Linked DNA regions of Ovis aries: region 2 is linked to region 1. Evidence: chromatin contacts called from public Hi-C data. All regions are on one chromosome and are shown on one strand. Each heading gives the region's core, a stretch centred on a gene start, on an enhancer-like site or on the middle of the called end of the contact. The rest is flanking DNA. Distances are from core to core; before and after follow the strand shown.

Evidence for each region. Hi-C and Micro-C count contacts between places; a contact is called where the count stands out from the background.
Region 2: a contact with region 1 is called in a Hi-C map of liver, with 1.8 times the contacts expected there. The contact joins the promoter of CYTH3 here to the enhancer-like site in region 1. A contact is called at or near these places in 3 of 16 Hi-C or Micro-C datasets (hypothalamus, liver and muscle).

What each region holds. Positions count from the first base shown.
Region 1 is chr24:38,554,477-38,561,458 of ARS-UI_Ramb_v3.0, reverse strand. It overlaps CYTH3 (cytohesin 3), which reads left to right. Exons shown (of 14, transcript XM_060405726.1): 11 at 3,105-3,181; 12 at 3,264-3,335; 13 at 3,414-3,568; 14 at 3,800-6,796. The coding sequence ends at 3,872. Among named protein-coding and RNA genes, the nearest start is that of USP42, 46 kb to the right of the region's middle. Within about 2 kb of position 3,623, at least 17 of the 54 cell types and tissues checked have an H3K27ac peak or open chromatin away from gene starts, as enhancers often do. A contact at or near this core is called in liver, where this site is marked.
Region 2 is chr24:38,621,029-38,628,313 of ARS-UI_Ramb_v3.0, reverse strand. It overlaps CYTH3 (cytohesin 3), which reads left to right and starts at 4,581. Exons shown (of 14, transcript XM_060405726.1): 1 at 4,581-4,752.

The DNA of each region.
Region 1 (6,982 bases), core at 2,374-4,873:
GCTCTTGTCTGACCTCGGGAGCTAAGCAGGGCCAGGCCTGGTTAGTACTTGGATGGGAGAAGCGTGTTAAGAACCTCTTGACTATTGACAAACAAGCAGAAGAGCATTTATATATTCTGGGCCATCTTAGGGCTCCGTAGGGAGTTATCATTCTCTTGGAGGTTGAGATTCCTTCTTCTGGTGACATTAGAGCCTGTGAGATGAGCCAGATGACGCAGGCACTCTGCAGACAGTGTGTCAGACACCAGGGCCTACAGGAATGCTGGTGGTTTGAGTCTTTAACCAAGAGGGGATGAGCGTGGGCCTGGTGACAGTGTGGCCAGTGTAAGAGTGTGTAGCGTGGGGCGGCTGTCCTGATTTGGGATATAGCTCTCACCTTTCTCTGGCTGTGCCAGGGTTCGGAAGACTTTTGGATCTTTGCCTAAAAAGCCAGAAGCGTAGCAGTGGCCCTGGGTAATGCCTGAGTGACCTTCCAGACACACCTGGCTTTGAGATCCCATCCAGCCTGTGGGCCTGGGATGAGGGCCCAGGGAAGGTGCCCAGAAGAACAGCAGCTGCACTTGGGCTCTTCCTGTTCTCTGTCGCCAGCAAGGGCCCCCCCGGGGTGGTGACAGCACAGGCCTGCCTGGCAGCCAGGGTGCCCCCAGTGCCCCTTGGGTGACTCTAAAGACTGAACTAGATGTCTGACACCAGGGCTCGTGTTCCAGCCTGTCATCTGGTCGAGCAGATGACCGGACCACAGCATTGGGGCAGGGCACCGACAGGCACAGGGCCGGCTGGTGCCCGGGAGGGGCCAGGGGCCCAGGGCTTGCTGCTCACCCGTTCCCGCGGCCCCCGCTCTGTCCTCAGACCCAAGGCTGAGGGCTACAGAGCTGGTGACAGCACAGGTCGCACCTGCAGCCCGGAGCCTCAGCCCCTGGGGCTGTTCTGCTCTCAGAGCTGTTAGCGTCCCCCAAGGTGTCCAGTGCACAGCTGGCTGGTCAGTGCGCCAGACTCCTGCCTACGGTTCTGACCCCATGAAGGGTCCCTGGGTGTCGGTCCCCTAGGGACCCAGGAGGCGGGTGCTGAGGCTTTGTTAGGCTGGGCCTGGGTGCACACCTGTACTTAGTGAGGACACACAGCCCTAGGCCCCTGAACGGCCTACACACACACGCAGGCAGAGAAGCCAGAACTGTGGCCGTGCGTGTGCTAAGTTAGGAACTGGAGGTCCTAGCATGACCTCGCTTGGGGGTTTGTTGTCGTAAGTTAATCTTAAAGGAGACCGTGCTTTCAGGAGGCCAGGGTGCCCCGCCAGAGCAGAGCCTGGTGATGAGCTTCATGATGGTCCTGTAAATACCGTGTAGTCACTGTGTTTTGAGAGTGAGTCAGATGTGTTAACACAAGAGTTTGGTTGGCACAGAGCTGGCGTGGAGAACAGGCTTGCGTGGTATGCACGAGAGCCCGTGTCTGCTAACAACTATGCAGGCAGCAGGCGTTTACAAAGAGAAAAGGGCTGATTCTATCCATACTAGTCAGGAGCAGCCAGGCTCCTTCCTGCAGGGGTGTGTGTGTCTGTGTGTGTGTCTGTGTGTGTGTCTGTGTGTCTCCTTGTCCTGAAGCCCAGTCACAAACACATGCTTGGGCAGAGCTGGTCCATCTCCTGCAGCAAAACCTGCTGGAGCTCAGAGACCAAGAGTGTCACCGCCGCCACCCTGTAAGGGGGCTTGGGGCTGGGCCAGGCTCAGGGGTCCACCTGACCACACACCTCTGTCTCAATGCCCACTGCCCCTGGCCCAAGAGGCTCCCCTGGTCTCAAGACCTGGACCAGGGGTTGGGTTCCTCCAGACGTGCCACTGAAGTTGGGTGTAGCAGGGCAGGAGTCTAGGTGCAGAAGAGTCTCGAGGCCTTCCAAGAGAACAGAGATCCCTGCCCATGGTTCGAGACACACCTTGAGGGGGTGGAGGCCTTGGGGGTTGGAGGCATGAAGGGGCCTCAGGGTCTGAGGGCCCCCAAGGACAGTGGAATTTGGACAGATGCTTCTGACGGGGATGGAAAGTGAGATTAGGGGAGCAGGGGAATCTGGGGACCCTCTTCACGGCATAACTGAGGCTGCCGCCCCACACACCTGCCCTGCCTGCCCAGCCAGCCTGTGGCCATCATGAGGACAGACATCTCATCAGTGACCCAAGGGTGAGGGTCCCAGTCTCTGAGGACCCCTCAGTGGCACTGAAACCACAGACGGGGCTCCCTCCCTGCAGCTGGGTGTCTGCGTGTGTCTCTTCCCCCCATATCTCCCCAAATGTCAGGCCTTGTGCCTCAATTTCTGGATAGCCTTCATGTCCCCCCATGTCCCTGTCTGGGCTCCTCAGTTTCAGGGACCAGGTCCGTGACCCTCAGCCACAAGGGTCTCCCCTGTCTGCACCAGGGAGCCAGGGGGCGGGGCAGCTGCTGCTTACCTCATGCTGGTGGGTCGCAGACATCTGTCACCAGGCGCACGTTCTCTCTTTCAACTTTTGTTTTTAAACGTCATGTCGGAAGCAGAGACTAGAAATAGAAAAGGAAGCCAGTTGGTTTCTACTGAATATTTGAGAGTGAAAGATTTCTTTTCTGTAGTTTGAGGAGAGTGGGTGCAGATGAGCTGTGTGTGTGCATGTGTGTCCCAGATCTTGTTATGAGATTAATTCAATCTAATAATTCCCTGGGCCAAGGCCATAATCGATTTTGATGGATCCCAGGGCTGCCCCAGGTCCTCAGTAATGCGATGACGGTCCTGACGTAACGGGATTAAGTCCTGGACAGACCGGCAGCGGCGCTGACTTCATCCTGTTGTCATTTCCATGTGGGGAAATTAAGACCATTCATCACGACTAACTCTTCCAGGAAGCAGACTTGGGAAACGCTCGGGTCATCTGGGTGCCCTGCAGGCGGGCGGGGGTGCATGCGGGCCCCAGCAGCCACGGGCAGGCCAGGCCGCACACCATGGCCAGGATCTGGGGCAGAATGTGAAACGTTTTCACGAAGGACGAAGTGTAAAAGCCAGCTCGGCCCCAGTGGCATTTCTGAAAAGCACAGTAGCTCGTGTAGGGCTTGCTCTGCCCAGACTCACAGGGTCCCTCTGCTCTTAGGGGGGCGCGTGAAGACCTGGAAGCGGCGCTGGTTCATCCTCACCGACAACTGCCTCTATTACTTTGAATACACGACGGTAAGCGCAGGGCTGCGGGTCCTCCAGGTCGCGGGACCCTCGGCGGGTGCGGGGGAGGCTGGCTGAGCGCTTTGTCCCGCAGGATAAGGAGCCCCGGGGAATCATCCCGCTGGAGAACCTGAGCATCAGGGAGGTGGAGGACCCGCGGAAACCCGTAAGCTGGCTTCCCCGCCGCCCGCCCTTCCCTCCCGCTCCCCCAGCACCAGGTGACAGTCGTGTCTGTCTCCACCAGAACTGTTTCGAGCTGTACAACCCCAGCCACAAAGGGCAGGTCATCAAAGCCTGTAAGACAGAGGCGGACGGCCGGGTAGTGGAGGGCAACCACGTGGTGTACCGCATCTCGGCGCCCAGCCCGGAGGAGAAGGAGGAGTGGATGAAGTCCATCAGGTGCGCCCGGGCCCGCCGGGCGGGGCCTGTGCTGTGGGCGTGTCAGGGGCGGGGCCTGTGCGCTAGGTAGGCCGGGAGGGTCGGGCTCTCGTCTGGTCGGGGCGGGTGAGGCCCGAGCTGGGGCTGTCAGAGGGGCGGGGCTGTTGTCGAGCGCGAGTGGCGCTCTTGATGGGGCCTTGTGTGTAGGACTGCCCCGCCCATCCTAACCCAGTTTTTTTTACCCTCTCCCAGAGCGAGTATCAGCAGGGATCCTTTCTATGACATGTTGGCCACGAGGAAAAGGAGGATTGCCAATAAGAAATAGAGCTTTCCTGGTCTGAGCAGCAGGTAAAAGTAAACTGAAACCCCACAGCAGAGTGACTGGGGGGCCCTCCACGACCCCCTGGACCACCCCGACGGCCTGCCCTGTCTCCTCCGGGACAGCAGCCCCTGCTGATCTCAAGAGGCCTCACGTCACCCCTTCCCGCCGCCGCCCTCCCAGCTCCGGGTACATCCTTCTCGAAGCCCCGGCCTGCAGCTGCGCCTGGTGGTCCAGCCTTGAATATCCGCGGGGCAGACTAGGGGCCACACGTGCTCCTTGGTGGCAGTGGCTGTGTTGGCCGTTCTGGAAGCCACTGTTTTGTGTCATAACAGGAAAGGAAAAGCTACCACTTTTTTATTGAGTTTTTTTCTCAGATATATAGGATTATAGCTTTTATACGCCTTTTTATATTCTGAAATTATAATGAAAGATACTTTCTAACAGTAGTATTTTTAGAATGGCAGCTATAAATTTAACTTCTGGACACACGTATATACTGTGCACTGAGAACAAGTTACATACACACATATGCAGCAACTGGGGAGTGGGTGCCGTGCTCAAGGGGAACCCGAGGGCGCCCCCTGGTGGAGGGAGACGCCCGCGTCCTTGAAGACGCGCGCTGGGCAGGGTGGCTCCAGGGGTCCCGTCTTCTGAGTCACCCAGCTCCGTCTTCGTGGCCCCGCAGATAACTTTTACAAAGACACAAATCATTAAATTTTGGTTTGGGGTGTTTATCCTGTAACTGCTGAATCCCAGGACGGACAGTGTATGTATTGAACCACATGAAACTGCTCATATTTGACCCCTTTCTGATACCCACAAACAGCAGTGTCACGTGGTCCAACCGAACACATGGTTCAGGCCAGCTGTGACCCCTGTCTTCACTACTTAAGGCCTGTTGGCCAAACGAATGCTTATAATGATCAGATATATTAATGTAATGTGTAGACATATAAGGAACTAGAGACAATCTTGCTCCGTGTTTTGAGAGATTTGATATATTATAGGAAGGGAAAGAGCAGGCTGGGGGATGAAGGTGTATAGCACTTACGCTTTTCTGTAAATAGTTTAAAACCCCAAATATGCACTGGTGGTTGGACTGGCGAAGATCCCTGACCAGGAGGTTGCCAGGTGCCGCTGGCTGAGGGAGAGGTGCTCAAGCGTGCAGTGAGGAGCTGGGCCCATCACGCCACAGAGATGGCCCAGGGGTGCACAGGTGGGACATTCAGGGCCGGGCCAGTGACATGCCTCTTGTTGTAAGTTTCATTTCCACCACCAGAACCCCCGCACATTATATGTAGGACCCCCTCGCCCACATGGGCTGTTTCAGTGGAGGGTCCCTTCCCTGGGGGACCTTACCCTGCCCCACTGCGAAGGCACCCACCTTGTTCAGTTTGTACACCTGAGAGGTCATCACCTCTCCTGTGCAAAGGCCAAGTTCAAGAAAGACCACCTCAGCCTATGCATAGAGAGGTAAAACAGAGAAAATGTTTCCTGGGAGTTGCCTCGATGCTGAGACGGAACGGCTGTGGGCTCTCAGCCTCGTGCAGCTTACAGTCATGCTAACTGCATGGGGGCCACGCCCAGGACCCTCCACCAGGCATCAAACTGACTTTTTTGGTTCATTCCCAAGCATTTAGGCTTTGCTACCGTACCGATACCTCAGATTCAAACCTCTAGTTCTGAGAAAGGCAAGTCAGCATTCTTGAAATGCCTGACTGCATATATGCAACTCTGGCCCCAGTCGTCTGTGAAAAGACGCTGCCCAGACCACCCGACCAAACGCTGCTGACGACACCGGCAGCACCTGCCCCTCGGGCCAGCCCCGCTCCTGGGCTGCCTGGGGCACCGGCTCCATCAGTATTTTGTGTGGGACAACCGATCTCTCTCTCCTTTGTTTGATCCAGGTAGAACCCTGGGGATACTGGACTTTCTGTCTTTTGGGTCTGCATCAGGGTGGGGTTGAGAGAAGTGAGCAGAAGGAAACCTGTGAGACATTTTCTCTGACCACTTGTGAAGGAGCCTCACCAGACGGCTGTTTGCCCAGAAAGATGCAGAAGGCCGTGGTGCTCAGGATCTGTCCCTTGCCCTAGGAGTGTTACGTGAAGTCATGGAATTGCAGGTTTTGTTGTGACAGTATTAACCTGACAGGCGTAAGGTGTCCTCCGCCCACTAAGCCCTCAGATGGCCTGGTCCAGAAGCCCTGCTGGGTCAGGGCTGTGCGGGGACAGGTCTGTGGCTGGCGGGCCTGGTTGCCTCGACCTCGGTGTGATCCTGTTCACCCCCCTGCCACCCTCCCGTCTGAATTCAACTCAGTGCTTGAATTACTTGCCTTGTCCCAACTCTGGCCAAAGAGCTTCCCTCCAGCGACAGGGCTGGAGGCAGGGAAGGTCTGCTGGGTGGGCGGCATGGCTTCCACAGCCCCACTCGGCCCCATTGACGTGGGGTTTAAGTGGACACCCTGGGCCCATACAGGCAGGTGTCCTCAGGATCACAACATCCTTGAGCAGTTTAATGTGGTACCAAACGAAGTCCAAATAGGAGCTATTTATAGATGAAGCAGCATTTAATGCTGCATATAAAGCAATGCATATTTTTCAAGCTAAAATGCATATATCTACGTAGATGTGCTTTGCTGAGAAGTTAGGTCTGTTGTAGACCAGAAACCACACATTGTGATTTCTCGTTTTATTTTTTCTTAGAAAACATTTCTATTTACAGTAAATAGTTAATATGTAAATAATGTACATATATGTTGATTTCTGGAGTGTTTGTTATTCAATGTACATACTCCTACAACGTGCATGAAGAAATATCCTTTTATCTATTGATAATTTTGTTGTAAAGTGAATGGTAAGCCTGGAGAGTGTATGGTTGTCAAATGGCAAATACTATGTTCATTAAATAAAAACACATTGTTAAAATAAGATTGCTTACAGCTGGGTTCTTTAAAACAGGGGGAGTGTGGGTGAAGCAGCCCACGCCGGACGCTTTCACCAGTGGGGCCAAGAGCCCATGGCTGGAGCTTTAGAAGTTTTAAGCAAGTAAATGCAGAGAAAGAAGTCCATGAGAAGTGTCTGCAAGCAAATGCGGAAACAGCAGTAAAAAAATAA
Region 2 (7,285 bases), core at 3,332-5,831, 66 kb before region 1:
GGTGGTGAAGGCGGGGAGCCCTTCCTGAGACCCACCCTTGCCTCCCAATCCTGACACCTACATCCTGGCGGGCTTGGGGAAGAGGGAGCAGAGAAGCTTTCTGTGCGTGACAAGGATGAGCATCGATTGAGCACTTACTGTGTGCCCTACACTCGTGGCGTATGATAGCATTGAGCTCTAGTTCTCAGAGTAGCTGTATGGGGCAGAGTCACTGTCGGTTCCATTTCAGCCGCAGAAACTAGGGTGCTAGGAGAGGTGAAGTCATTTGCCCAAGGTCACACAGCCAAGAACACGAAGTGCCTGGGCCGTCTGACTTTAGAGCCTGAAATATTCACTTAGCAGAGGTGACGTGCTGTGATGCCTCATGGCTGGGGCCTAATGACCTTACTGGGCAAAGTCAGTGAACGACGGGAACTCGTGGCTGGCTTTCGCCACCCGACAAGTCAGACTGCAGACTCACACTAGCTCGGGCACAGTGAGGCTCTCTGGGTCACAGAATACTCTGTCAGGGGTGTTGTTCTGCCACTCGATTGCTGGCTAAGAGCGGTTTCTATTCAGAGGACAGGGATCACAGATGTCCCATGTCCTGACGTTTGTCATTTTCACATTTTTTTCCTTTTTAGTTGCCTGTCCCACAGTCCACTCTGCACCCGGGGATGGGTTTTCCTAATGAGTTTAAGCTGCACACAGCAGACTCTGACCAACTTCTGAAGGGGACCTTTTAAAATTAGAAAAAAAAATTTTTTGTTTTTGTTTTTAGTAGGTCAGGGACATCCTATAAAAATGAAGAGTGAGATAAAAATAAGACAGCTTTTTATTACTACGGAAGACACTTTGTGTTTGAGAACTCAATATCCACATTGCCTCGAGTGCGTAAGTGAAATGCCTTTCTTCCAAAGAAATAGCTCAAAATGGTGGCCAAGTTATTTTTCCCCCCCGAAGTTTAACATTACTGAGAAATCTGACCCGCCTTTGTTCTTGCAAAAATGCAAGTGACTAATCAATCTGAAAGGAATTAAGCTGCCCTTGGTAACGTGAGGCCACGGAACTCGTCAGTTGTGTGGATTCCAAGGGGGAAGAGAACACGACCAAGCTAGACTGCCCTGAATGATTGGAAAGGGAGATGGGGAAAAAAAAAAAAGAAAGAAAGGGAGATGGACTCTGTGAAGAAAGTGATGTCTGGGTCTTTGAAAATTTAATGAGGGTGTGACTTGACACTTGGTCCCCTGTTGTTCGCCTGGGCAGAGTGGAGAACACTAGTCTGCACAAAATCATCTCCACTCCAATGAGATATTTTCTTTCCTAGATGAAATCAGATTTCTGAAAGCACTGTTTTCCTTTCGTGACTGTGATGTGGCAGTGAGCGGGCCACTGCCTGCTCCCCAGGCTGGACCAGACCCCTGAGCAGATGTAAGGGATTAGCTGAGGTTTCCATCTGCTGACGGTCACTGCTGTCTCTGAATCTCCTGACTAGTTATCAGAGGACACGGGAACTGCTTTGTGCAGGCGGCGTGGGCTGCCTCTTTCTGGCTGAGGGTGAAGAAACTGGCCTTGGCAGAGTTTGGGCTATTGTGACCTCAGTGCTGCACGAGGACCCTTCTGTCCAACTGCATAGACTTTCTCTTGGAGGACTGAGATGAATAGAAAGGAGAAGTCCTCTGACCTTTCTGGAATGTGTGCACATTTTTTTGATTTCTTAAGCTCATTCTGCAATGGTCAAAGGCTGATAAATGGGTTTCAACATGTTTTCAAGATGTCTCCCACTTCGGCTTGCCATGGTTGTCCAGCAGCAAAACCAGATATGTCCAATTCAAGCAAATACTGTTGCTTTCTCCCCTTCTCTGATATGGCCAGGCCCTGCAGTGGATCACAGAGACATAATAAATACGGACTACAGTCTTGGTCTGAAGGAGTTTCAAGGCTGCAAAGCCAGTAGACAGGAAAACAGTAAGAGAAAGTCTATAAATAGAGTTGTTCAGTTGCTCAGTTGTGTCCCACTCTTTGCGACCCCACGGACTGCAGCATGCCCGGCTTCCTTGTCCTTCACTATCTCCTGGAGTTTGCTCAGACTCATGTCCATTGAGATGATGACGCCATAAATAGAGCAGGACATCACATTTTCAATTAGATAATTATTTGAGTAATTATTTGCTTAATGGCTACATTCCTCCTAGGTCAGAAGGCCCTTGAAGGCACAAAGGGAATCTATCCTTTTCATCACGGTATTCCCAGCACCTGGGCAGTGCTTGAAACAAAGCAAGTCCCTAAATATGTATTGTCTGATGGAATGAGATTGCAACAAGGTTTTGGGTTTAACACTTGCTACCTTGGAGTGGTGTCTGCTACATGAATTGTTTTCCTTACAGGTTGACATATAAAGCTTTCAACATCTAAGTAACATAGATGGGCATAAAGTGAGTGCCTATCTCAGTGGATAACTAGGATACTTAATTTTCCTTTGTAGGAGCAATCTGCCTGTGAGCAGATTAAAATGCCTGCTGCCTTGGTGGGAGGGGCTTCCCCAGTGGCTCAGTGGTAAAAAATCCACCTGCAATGCAGGAGACATAGGAGAAGCGGGTTAGATCCCTGGGTCAGGAAGATCTCTTGGAGGAGGAAATGGCAACCCACTCCAGTATTCTTGCCTGGAGAATCCTATGGACAACGGAGCCTAGCAGGCTACAGTCCATAGTGCACAAAGAGTCGGACACGACTTAGTGACTGAGTATAGCATAGCACATCTTGGTGGGATTTAAGAGACACTGGAAAGCAGCTCCCTTTAAAAAAAAATTCTAATTTTCCAATTAGATATTCATTCCTTTGCACACTGCAGGTTTTTAAGTCTTCCAATTACCCCATTCAAGTGCAGAAATAAAGGTGTGCACCTTAAGCTTCAGGACTTCCCTGGTGGCTCAGATGGTAAAGCATCTGCCTACAATGCTGGAGACCCACATTCAATCCCTCGGTTGGGAAGATCCTCTGGAGAAGGAAATGGCAACCCACTCCAGTACTCTTGCCTAGAAAATCCCACGGACGGAGGAGCGTGGCTACAGTCCATGGGGTTGCAAAGAGTCTGACACAACTGAGCAACTTCACTTCACTTCATCTTAAGCTTTTATTCTCCCAACACCTTTTGCAGGCTTTGTGGAAATGGAGGCCCTGGCTAAGCTGTGGGGATAATATTGATCTAACTCTCTGCTTACAAATAATGGGGCTATGGTTGATTCTGATGGCAATGAGCTTAGGTGGTGATTGGAGAAGCAATTTTCAGACTCAAACTTGGGAGAAGCACTACAGATCACACTCTTAAGAAATCTAAAGAATTTGGAACTGACATTGAAAAGTGTTTAAAATTGATAATATCATTGAGTTCAAAGCTGCACATGTCACATTATCAAGTTCAAAGTATACTGTCATTCTTTCTCAGTAACTACGCTGTTATCTCCAGGATAACCAAGGCTACAGGAACAAGATCAGGAAGCCAAGTCTGAGGGCTGAGGCCTGATGCCCAGACCCCCTTTCTGCTGTGCCTTCGTCACATAAGCTGCCACACGTCTTATCTGCACCCAGAACTATGTGGGGAGCCTTGAGCAGCACCCAAATGCTGGTTGTATAACTTGAGATTATTAGGAGATTGAATTCTTTGGGATCATCCCACAACCTCGAACAAAGAAAGTGAAAACGGCAGTTTTGATAAATGACAGCAGAAAGTTCCTTCAACTCAATGGGCCATCTGTAGATATAAAACAGTTGCTAGTAAACTGTATTAGAGATGAATTATCTCCTCCATTACAATGTTTCCTTTTCTTTAATGCAATTTAGTTCAAGCAAATTGAACAGAAAAGCTTGGGAGGGGTCACATTCAATGGTGGTGGTGGGGGCTGGGGGGGAGGCAGAGAACTTACTGGAAACAAGATGTGGAATGGGAAGGGAGGTCCGGAGCACGGGCCAACGGAGGCCTGCTGCCCAGGAGGCCTGTGCCGAGGACCCTGGCTGTGCCCACGGGAAATTGAATTCAGAGCTCCTTCTGGATCGTAAATCCAGGGCAGCTGGCAGCTTGCCCAGGGCGGCTGGCGCGAAAGCGCAGGAGCGTCTGTGTCTGGCCGACCCCTCTGAGGGTGGGCCCCAGGTGTGCCGGCTGGGGATTCGGTTCCAGCCTTAAGATAACGTTCATCCATAAGCTTTACACTTTATGAATGTCAAAGCGCACTCATCGCCAGGAAAGGAGGGCCTCCATGACACCCCAGAAAGGGCTGAAAAGCTGGAATGACTCTGAAATGCCTCTGGACGAAGGGAGAAGGCTTGACTTTTAAGTACGTTTCTTGAGCTTTTTCGCTGAGCGCAAGTGCGAGGAGGACCCCCGCCCCCGGACCCCCCAAGCCCCTTGCCGCCAGGTTTTGTTCTCCGGACCCCACGTCGGTCCAGAGGATGCTGGCCCCTGCCCGCCAGGGTGCCGTCTCAGACGCTCGGGGCTCCGGGCGGGGCCGCGCGCGCTCCCGAGGGGGGCCGGCGGGGCCCCGCCCACCGCGCCCGGGGCGGGGCCTGCGCGCCACGTGACGGCGGCGCCGCGCGCTGAGCGCCCCGCCCCGCGGGAGGAGGCCCGGGCCGCGACCCGGCCCGCGCGCTGCTGGAGCCGCCCGGCCGCCCGCGCGCTCCGCACCCGCGGCCCCTCGCCCGCCGGCCCCGGGCTCGCCGGCTGCGGCAGCCGCCTCAAGATGGACGAAGACGGCGGCGGCGGCGGCGAGGGCGGCGGCGGTGAGTGTCGGAGGTGTGGCCGGCCCGCCCGGCGGCCTGGGGCCGGGCCGGGGGTGGGTGGGGGTCGCGGACCGCCGGGGAGCGGGGACGGCCGCTCCCGGCTCGGCGGCTGGGGGTCCGGGTCCGCCCGAGGAGACAGCGTCTGGGCGACAGCGCTGCGGGCTGGCGACCGCCGAGGCCCGCGGCGCGCCGGGCCCCGGAGCCCGAGGCGGGGGGTGCGGGGACCCCCGAGGCGGGGGCCGGCGGGGTCGTCGCGGGGGCCGGGCGAGCGTCCGGAACGGCCGGGGTCGCCAGGAGGCTCGGGCCGGGACTCGGGGGGTCGCTTTCCCCGGGGCGGGGGACCTTGGGGGCGACCTTCCCCGCCTCCTGTCGCCAAGGGCGTCCACGCCCTCGGAGCCCAACCGCCGGTGACCACCCTCCTGGCGTCTTCCCCAGGTGGTGCGGGTTGCCAGGGGGGACCCCGGGAAACCGGGAGGGCAAAGTTTGGAATTGGGGATACCCCGGGTCTAGGAAGGGCGGCCGCGGAGAGAAGGTTGAGCATCGTGACAGTTTTCTTGGCTTTAGGTCCCAAGTGGTCACGGGGGTCGTTTAAGTGAGGTCGTTTAACATGCAGCGAGGGCACACGCATGTTAGAAAGTAAGGGAACGTGACGGAGTCAGCCGAAAATAATAAGTAAAAAGTCAGAGGAGACGAGGGTCGGAGTCGGGAACTGCTGCCCGCCCGCAGGTGGGACCAGAGAGAACCAGGCTGTCCGTCCAACGCTCAGTCACCTCTTGCTGGAAGATTCACGTTGACTGTAAATTATTTAGTGGAATACAGATTCCTGTCGTGTCATGCTGCGAATTACGCCTTTCAAACCGAATAAGGCGTCCGCATAATGTCTATGGATGGAGTGAGTCGTTGGCTTGGGACACAAAGGGTTAATACGCCTGTTTTTTTTACAGGAACACTGGAAGTTAAGGATCTCTGTGTGTGTGTTTTTGCTAAAGATCTCCTAAATGCTGACAGACGGAATCATCATAATCTCTTGTAATAAGGGAGCGTTTGGGGAAAAGAAAAAAAAAAATTCTTAATTACAGGCTGCCGGAGCAGCTGCCTGTAAGAATCAGCAGTATTGAACGCTTCCGGATGAAGTAGTTAATCAAGGTGCTTTCTAGAATTTAAGTGATGCTCCAGGGGGAGATGTTTGCCTCGCAGTAAGCCGGTGGGGCTGGGAGGGTGGGAAGTTGGCCCGAGCCCTGGCATTTGCGGAGTTCACTTCTCCTAGTTGAAGCTAGGGGTAGCACTGTAGCACCGAGTGGCTGTGTTGTTTATGATGGAAAGTTCTGCGGGAAGAAGGAGCCCAGGTGCGCACCCTCCTCCAGCCAGACTGCTGTCTAAAGCGTCCAAGAGATGGATTCTCCCTGGACGCCCTGCTTTCTGCCTGTCACAGCTGCGGTAACGGTACAGGCAGACAAGCATCTCCTCCTTCGAAAATAAAGACAGATCCACTATAATACTTAAACGTTTGGCATTCGGGTACAGGGAGCATGCTGGCTTGGCGATTTCATTCGAAGGTGTTTCAGATTCTGTGAATCAAGAAATGAAGAAAACTTAAAGGTCACAGCAGGTATACATGTTTGTAAACTAGGAAGCCAGTTTAGATCTTGAAGACTAGAGCAAAGGATAGTATTACATCTCGAAAGTCTCAAGACTTGCTATTAACATAGCTCTTTCTGGGGATACAGTCTTGAGATGTCAGAAAAATACCTCATACAGGGGGCTTGCATTAACACTATTCATAATACAGAATTGGAAATTGCGGTGCCTAATAGATTGGTGAAGTAAATTATGGGACATTTTTGGATGAAATATTTCACAAGCATAAAAAATAAGCAGTCTTATATATTATGGTCTAAATAATGTAAAAACTGATATACAGATGTTTTATTTTCCCAGTTTTTATTCTCCAAGTTTATGGAATGGTATATATTACTTTCAAATTTGGGGGAAATCTTATTAAAAATTTGCCCTGCAGTGGGAAAAGGGCTATGATTGTTTTTAATGTATGTGTCATTTGATTCACTTCACTGGAACAGTCAACAGTGATACTTATTATCTAAATGTCCCTGTAGCATTAACAGGTATTGGTGCAGTTTATAAAATCTTTCTTCCTTGCTTTACGAAAGGCACTTTTAAAATATGTTCGGCATTCTTAGGATGAATATGTTTTTGAGTAAATGGAAATCTTAAGAGTCATTATACAGTGATTATTATATAAATTTGGTATGCTTATATTGTATTGATGGGGATTTTGAAGTTAACATAACTCTTTACAGTTCGCTAGTTTTTTTTTAATCACCATTTAGATTTCTAAAAAAAATTGCTTCGCTTTAAAATTCTTGTTTTTAAAACTGAAGTTCAGCTCTTTTGAAGAGAATAATTTCTCGTGCCAATCATTTGCAAACGTAAGGTTTTTTGGCCTATTTTTAAGAGTGTAGTACAGAACTTTGAACTGTATATGGGGAAGTCAGTTTCAGCTTGTTTACAAGAG